2 separate regions of the Mus musculus genome follow, and region 1 is linked to region 2. The links are chromatin contacts, called in public Micro-C maps. All regions are on one chromosome and are shown on one strand. The core of a region is the stretch at or near the end of the contact, and the rest is flanking DNA. Distances in the headings are between cores, read along the strand shown.

What was found. Hi-C and Micro-C count contacts between places; a contact is called where the count stands out from the background.
Region 1: a contact with region 2 is called in a Micro-C map of embryonic stem cells, with 2.2 times the contacts expected there. The contact joins the promoter of Zmynd11 here to the enhancer-like site in region 2. A contact is called at or near these places in 2 of 39 promoter capture datasets (the C10 cell line and neural stem cells), 1 of 484 Hi-C or Micro-C datasets (embryonic stem cells), 2 of 115 datasets of contacts at active chromatin or transcription factors (the NIH/3T3 cell line and bone marrow-derived macrophages) and 1 of 9 other capture datasets (pancreatic islet).

What each region holds. Positions count from the first base shown.
Region 1 is chr13:9,762,861-9,766,717 of GRCm38.p6, forward strand. It overlaps Zmynd11 (zinc finger, MYND domain containing 11), which reads right to left and starts at 2,461. Exons shown (of 15, transcript NM_001199141.2): 1 at 2,195-2,461.
Region 2 is chr13:9,630,719-9,634,782 of GRCm38.p6, forward strand. Dip2c (disco interacting protein 2 homolog C) reads left to right here. Exons shown (of 37, transcript NM_001081426.2): 30 at 4,004-4,064. Among named protein-coding and RNA genes, the nearest start is that of Gm36423, 42 kb to the right of the region's middle. Within about 2 kb of position 2,168, at least 2 of the 459 cell types and tissues checked have an H3K27ac peak or open chromatin away from gene starts, as enhancers often do. A contact at or near this core is called in embryonic stem cells, where this site is marked.

The DNA.
Region 1 (3,857 bases), core at 1,211-3,710, 130 kb after region 2:
ACACTCTCTATTAACTTCTAGACACTCATTAGAATCAATGGCACCCCCCCAATCATTTGAGATTATGTGTCCCATAATAATTAAGCTACATATCTTGTTACATATCTTGTTTTCTTTTTTTAAAGCATTTACTTTCTGCGTCTCCTAGTGATTTTTTTTTTAATATTTTTGCCGGCATACAACACAATTGATTGTAGGAAATTTAACTCCCAGGTGAAGCAGAGAGAGGGCCTGAGCGAGATAGTCTCACAAAACCCCTTAAAATGCTTACTGCCTTTGGGGTGACCTCTCCTTCATCGGGCCACCTGGCCACTTCCTCTATGCTCAAAAACACACATGACATCAGTCATTATGTATACAGCAAGTGAAACCAGCAATTGGATACATACCACATAAGACACTAGGTACAGTATATGCCTCCCACTAAACATGGGTACTGTGTAAACACTACTTATGACTCTAGTAACTGTGTATACAACCCTACAGGAAAGCAGGTACGCTGTGTGTACTCAGTATAAAACACCGATCACACTGGTCATGCAAGGGATGTTAACACCAGATACTCTGTAACACTTTATGGCACTGGATACTCTATACAAGGAATACTGCACACTGAACCCCACACAATGCTAGATACTATGTTCACATCTTATCACACCGGGAATCCAGCGCACAGTTCAGCTGTTCGCTGGCAGAGGCCGGCGTCTATACAGATTAGAGGACTGTGTGCATGCATACTGCCGGTGACACCGAGGGCTACACACGAATCACATAGGACAATCAGTACCACGGACACACACTGAGCACCACAAACACATCACCAACCACTAAGTCCCACGGACACACCGCAAAAGCCCCCTCGGCTCGGCCCAGGGAAAAGGCATGAGGGGAGACAGTGCAAGCGAAAGTTCAGGCCACAACCCCACAGGCAGCGTCCCCATCGGCTTCTCTCCGCAGCTCTGCGTGGGCACAAGACGGCCGATCCCCCCAGGACGGCCAGAAGGACCTGTTGAGGCAGCTGAGGCCTCGCTACCCGCTCGCCTGCAGCCCCGGGAGAGCGACGGACACCGGTCTCGGGTCTCAGGGGCGTTCGCTTTCATCGCTCCCCGTCCGCCCGCTCGCTACACGCTCCGCGCAAAGGCCCCAGGGCCTGGCCAAGCGGGAGGCGCGGGGACCGGGCGGGAGGAGCTCACAAGACTCCGCGGCTTCCCGGAGCCAGCAGGCCGCGCGCGGCTCTCCGCGGCCTTCCCGCGGGCCTGCTCCTCACGTCAGCCGGAGGTACAAGGTGCTGGACAGAGGAAACGCGCCCACCCCTCAGGCCTCACCGGCCTGGGGCCGTGCCTGACGCCACCGGCAGCCGCCGCCCGCCCGCCCGGGAGCCCGGGGCCCCGGCAGCCACCACAGCTCAGGCCGCGCTGCCGCCGCCGCGGATGCCTCCGCCCTCCCCGCCGCCCAGCCGCCCCGCCGCCGCCGAGCTTTCCCCACCATTATGCTGCGCTCCGTCGCCGCCGCCGCTGCCGCCGCCGCGCCCGGCCCTCCCTCCGGAGCCGCCTCCTTCCCGCCGCCCGGCGCCTCTCGGGCCTCAGCCGGCGACGGGCGCGGGGGGCGGGGGGGACGCAGGCCGCCGCCTCCTCCTCCCCGCCATCTCCTCCCTCCTCCCCGGCTCCCCCCGCTGGCTCAGCGCGGAGGGCTCGGGGCTCGAGGGGCGCCATGTTGGCGGCGGCTTCCACCACAGAAAAAAAAAAAAAAAAATGCCTCGGCGCGCGCCGGGGCGAAACCGGGCGAGGCGGCCGGGGCGTCGCGCGCCGGCTGGAGGCCTGGCCCGCCGCGCGCTCTCGCTCGCTCGTTCGTTCGCTCGCTCACTCACCGCGTCTCCTCAGCCCGACGGCGGCGCGGGGCCTGCGGGGCTGCAGAGGACGCCTGGGGGGCAAAGTTGGCATCCCCCAACCAAGAGGCGGTTCACACGGTGCGGGCGCGGCGGCCGGCCCGGCTCGCGGCCTCCTCGGAGTTCATTGTGTGCGCTTGAGTGTTTCCCCGCGCGGGGCCGGGCCGGGCGAGCGCGGGGCCGGGCCGGGCGAGCGCGGGGCCTGGGCCGAGCTGCGCACGGGGGGCTCTAGCGGCCGGCGCGGGACTTGCGCGGCCCGCGCTGTCTCCCCGCCCCGAGGCCGGGGGAGCCCGCCGCACCCGCTCCTACCTTCCCTCGACCTGTCTCCGGCGCCTCGCTGAGAAATCGGTTTCAGCATATTCTAAGGGGGTCCACACACGAACTCCATGTCAACACACACGTGCGAGCTACGTACGTGCAGGCGCGCTGGAGGCGAGCACCGAGACACGAGGGTAGCATTGTTAGGATCCGGCCAAGCCCGGTGGGCTGCGTTGCAGCTTGCGGTGTGGACCCGCTCGGCACTTTGCTTGGCTCCTAATGGCTCCGTGTTGGACAAGCACTCGCCCGTGTACTACTGACCCGAGTGGGTAAGACGGTATCCCTCGCTTTCCAATCCTGTGCTCAAAAAAAAAAAAAAAGTTGCAAAGACACCCGAGTTCCCCGTCTCAAATATGCACAAGTGGGACGTTTAGAAAGAATGGACCACCCATTATCACTCTGGTTAGAACATTACAAATTGCTGTGAGGAGTAGGTTATCTTTTCTAGTGAGCAATTCTAGATCTAATCAGAGGAGAGCCCTTAAGCTATATGGCTTTAAAAGTCTTGGGGGAAAAGTCAAAGCATATACAGATGTCATACGTTGTCCTAACAACCTTTGCCTGCTAGGAGTTTAAAAGGGGAAACCCATTAGCTAAGATTGCCTGTCCCTATTCTCATTGGATAGATGTACCTGAAAAATCACTGGCGACGCCCCTAGAAATCTAGGGTTCTTATACAAATTATCCATCTGTTTACAGTGCTGATCTCTAAGTTAGAACTTACTTAGAGTAGCATTGAGTTGGCTTTTTGAAGTACACCAGTCAAACGGTCTTTCAAACTGTTAACAGTTCTGCCACTGATACCAGCATCGCAGAGAGAAGTGTTTGCTCTTTTGATGTTTGTTTCTGGCTTCCCCCCGCCCCCACTTCTAAGATCATGAAGTATTTATAATTCATTTAAATAATAAAATATGGCATGGCTGGACAGCAAGATTGCTCAGCAAATAAAGCCACTCACCACCAAGCCTGAAAGTCTGAGTTCAAGCCCCAGGACCCACCTGTGTGATGGAATGAAAGAACCAGTTTATTTCAGAAGTCGCCCTTAAACTAGATGGGTGGACTAAAGGATGCCAGGGGAAATCATGCCGTATTGGATTGGACTGCTGGACTGGAAATCACTTCTTTAAGTGAATCACCTCTTTTTTAAAAAAAGGTCTTCTTTCAGCTGTAGAGGAATGCCTACTTCTATATTTCTATGTAGTTTGCAGAAGCTACTCAAGTATGAAAATTTTTCTGTGTGGGGGGGAGGGAAAGAGGGAGGGACACACACACTCACAGAGAGAGAGAGAGAGAGAGAGAGAGAAGGGGGGAGGGAGAGAGGGAGAGAGAAATACAGTTTAGGAAAACAAAGTGACTCCCCCCAGTTATACAGAATAGAAATAGCTTCTATTTTTACATATAACTCTCTTAGATAGCCTATCTATAAGATTTCCTATTTCTTTGCTATAGTTTCCCAGCCCAACAGCTTTATTAACTGCATTTGTCTGTCAACTGGGTGAGTATATGAGGGTGGGTCAGAAGGCCAGTGGCTGGAGGTTGGACGGAGGTTTGGAAGACCAAAGTAATGTAGTTGTTTCTGTGCAACCTGTGACATACTCTGGATTTATGTACTGGGTTGTGAAAGAAGGCAAAAGGTTGAGGGGTCTGAGGGGAG
Region 2 (4,064 bases), core at 918-3,417:
CAAGGTGGCTCAGCCTGCTTCAGGCTTGTGGGAGGCTGCATAGCATTATGAATCTTGAATCATGAATGTTCTGAATACTGTTTGATATTAACAGAAACGCTGTGTTCCTTTGCTTCTCAGGATAGAAAGACACATAGCATTTTCTGGTAGGTGATTATGATTTATGGGATGTATAATGTGTAGCCTTGTTGGAGATTAGGCTCTTTCTGGTGTATGATCCTGGGTTTGGCCTGAAGGTCATATTTTTAAAGTATCTATACAGCTGAGATAAATTTTTCACTTATTCTGATTGCTGCTGAGTGCTACCTTGAGGCTTCTAATTAGAGACAATACACTAGCTAATAGGTAAGGCTCAAATTCAGAGTCATACCTAGTCAGACTCTGTAAGCTCATACTGAAGTGACAGCAAGCCCACTTGTTTAGGTAAAATCAGTCCAGGTGGGAATGCCATACTCCCCTGAGCATGATGAGAAAAGCTACACATTTCTAGGAAAAAGGCTAGGATGGGGTCATCATTCAACCTCTCACGCAGGAAGAGAAAGGAATGGGATGTCTATTTTAGCTGTGGTGTGCTCTGGAAATAATACCCAGTCTTCAAAACGTGTTCATAGGGTTGGAGCATTGGCTCAGTAGTTAAGAGCATATGTACTGCACTTGTAGAGGACCCAGTTTTGTTTTCCAGCATCTATAACAGGTATCACAACTGCCTGTAATTCAATTCCACAGAAATGTAGTGCCTCTGGCCTCCTCGGGCATTGCAACACTCATGTGCACCTGTGCATACATACATTTAATTAAACATAGACTAGATTTTTAATGTACATGGGTCTGATGAGGATAGGGTAATGCATAGGTAAAGCCCTTAAATGCATCTCTAGAGCTAAGAAGGCAAGTGCTGTGCTGCAGTCAGATCTGAAGTATGTTTTTTAATGGGTTAATTGGGGAGTAATATGGAAATGCTTTAAAAAAAATGATTGTTTGAAGCCCGTCTTATGTTAGCTTTGGACGCTTGTGGGAAATAGTATAAAAGCTTAGGTTCTGGATAAAAGAACATCTGAGTGTAAGTTTGTTCTCAAGGACTGAACTAAGCTCACATTCCATTGGGGAAAAAGTAACTTATAACAGGTAGTTGTTTAATAGTGTATATGTCTCTTATGCTTCATAGATATACCTGTGTAATGCTGTAAAGTGATCTGGAGAGATGGGTATGATGACTCAAACCTGTAACCTAGTACTTTTCAGCTCTAACAGAATGGCTGCCACAAGTTCAAGGCCAGCCTAAACTACAAAGCAAAACCTTGTCTCAAAAACAAACAAACAAACAAGCAAACAAACAACAAGCCAGGCAGTGGTGGCATACACCTTTAATCCCAGCACTCGGGAGGCAGAGGCAGGTGGATTTCTGAGTTCGAGGCCAGCCTGGTCTACAGAGTGAGTTCCAGAACAGCCAGGGCTACACAGAGAAACCCTGTCTCAAAAAAACCAAAACCAAAACAAAACAAACACAAAACCAAAAACAAACAAACAACAAAAAAGATCCTTAATAGATACCAATGGCAAATTAGTAAAAATATGTCCTTGTACGGGATATAAGAATTATTTACATGGGCTTTTACTGAATATGACATATTGACTATAAACATTTGCACAAACATTTGAGCAAATCAAATCACAGAGAAGTTTACAGCATAATAATAAAGTCTGGCTTTCTTTCTTTGAATGTACCTGGTCTTCTCATTCTGAAATTACTGACTGCATTGAAAAGGCTGTGCACAGGAGCACACATGGAGAAAAGTGTAGAGCAGAGACTGAAGGGAAGGCCACCCAGAGACTGTCCCACTGGGGATTCGTCCCATATGCAGTTAACAATCCCAGACACCATTGTGGATGCCAAGAAGTGCATGCTGAAAGGAGCCTGATCTGGCTGTCTCCTGAGAGGCCCTTCCAGAGTCTTACAAATACAGAGGTGGATGCTCACAGCCAACCACTGGACTGAGCGTGGGGTCCCCAATAGAGGAATTAGAGAAAGAACTGAAGGAGTGGAAGGGGGTTTGCAACTCCATAGAAGAACAACAATATCAACCAACCAGTCCCCCAAGAGCTCCCAGGGACTAAGCCATCAACAAAGGAGTACACATGGCTCTATCTGCATATGTAAGCAGAGGATGGCCTCCCATCAATGAGAGGAGAGGTCCTTGCTCCCATGAAGGATCAATAGATGCCCCAGTGTAGGGGAACTGAGGGTGAGGAGGTAGGAGTGGGTGAGTGGGTGGAGGAACATCCTTTTAGAAGCAGGGGGAAGAAGGGGGGGATAGGGGGTTTCCGGGAGGGAGGGAAACTGGGAAAGGGGATAACATTTGAAATGTAAATAAAGACAATATCCAATTAAAAAAAAAAGGCTATATGAAAGGTTGGGGTTTGCTATATTTCCACTTCACAAAAATAACTGAAAGTTTGATATGTTGAAATAGAGAGAGAGAGATGAAAATTTGCTACCACTTCTGCTGTGTTCCCTCTACAATACTTCTCTACGTGAAGAATCATGTTCGAAATAAGTTTGTGGGCTCATTAGTCTTTTTTTTTCCTTAAAATTGATTTATGTATAAGTGCTCTATCTGCATGTACATCTGCATGCCAGAAGAGGGTATCGGATCCCAGTATAGATGGTTGTGAGCTACCATGAAGTTGCTGGAAATTGAACTCAGAACCTCTGGAACAGCAGACAGTTCTCTTAATGGCTGAGCCATCTCTCTAGTCCCTCATTTAGTTTTCTTAAATTTCTTGAGCCATCTGGGCTCTCTTAATTTTTGTTTCGAAATTTTTTGAATGAGATTGACCATATTAAAGGAGAAATGGCTTGTGATAGGAAGATTACAGGTACACAGCTACAGCACAGCAATGATGTGGGTTTCATCTATCAATTTTCATATAAGTAAAATATATCTTTAAATCTCACAATATTTATCTGACATCTTTTATTATAATAAATATGATCAAGTACTGCTAATTCACAATGATAAGCAAGCATTAAAAATAGCAGTTTGTGCCCTGTCTGGTCTCAGTTGATGTGTGGGAATGGGGTATGAGAAGTACTTCCCCTCCTCAAAAGAGAAGGGGAAAGTGGAATGAAGGGTGGGGTAGGACTTGTGTGAGGGGTACTGGGAGGAGAGAAAGGTCTGATAATGGGTTGTAAAGTGAATAAATAAATGAATTTTTAAAACTGGTGGTTTGAACAAATACTTTTGAATTAAAATTTGTTATCTTATTCTTTAAAGTATTTTTAAAAGTGCTGTTGTGTGGTGATTTGGATGTAAAACAGTACAGATTGACACACTCAGAAGGTCAAGTGTCTGACTTCTTTTGGCTCTCCTAATTTTCTTCCTATGTGATTTTCTTAATATTTTTGTATCTGGATTTTCTATTTATCTTACATATAAAAGTTTCTTGTCATCAATATGAACTAACCAGGACCCCAGAGCTCCTTGGAACTAAACCACCAATCAAAGAAAACACATGGTGGAACTTGTGGCTCTAGCTGTATATGTAGCAGAGGATGGCCTAGTTGGTCATCTATGGGAGGAGAGGCCCTAGGTCCTGTGAAGGTTCTATGCCCCAGTATAGGGGAATGCCAGGGCCAGGAATGGGAGTGGGAGGGTTGGGGAGCAGGGGGGAGGGGATAGGGGATTTTCGGAGGGGAAACTAGGAAAGGGGATAACATTTGAAATGTAAATAAAGAAAATATCTAATAACAATGAAAAAATTTTAAAAAGTACATGCAAGTCTAATTAATAGGCATTTGTAATGTTATCAGTGTAATGATGAAGAGAAATATCTGGCACATTCTGATATAATCACATAGCAAAGTGAAGCAGCTGAAAAATGGAAATAAAATGTAAAAAAAATTTAAAGTTTCTGAAGTGTTCCTGTTTTTCAGGGTGAATGTTACTGTCTCTTTCCCATCTGCCCTGGGTTCCAGCCTTGATGGCCTGTCTTGTCTCTGCAGTGTATACTCAGGACACCAGTCCATTCTGATCCCACCCTCTGAGCTGGAGACCAATCCTGCC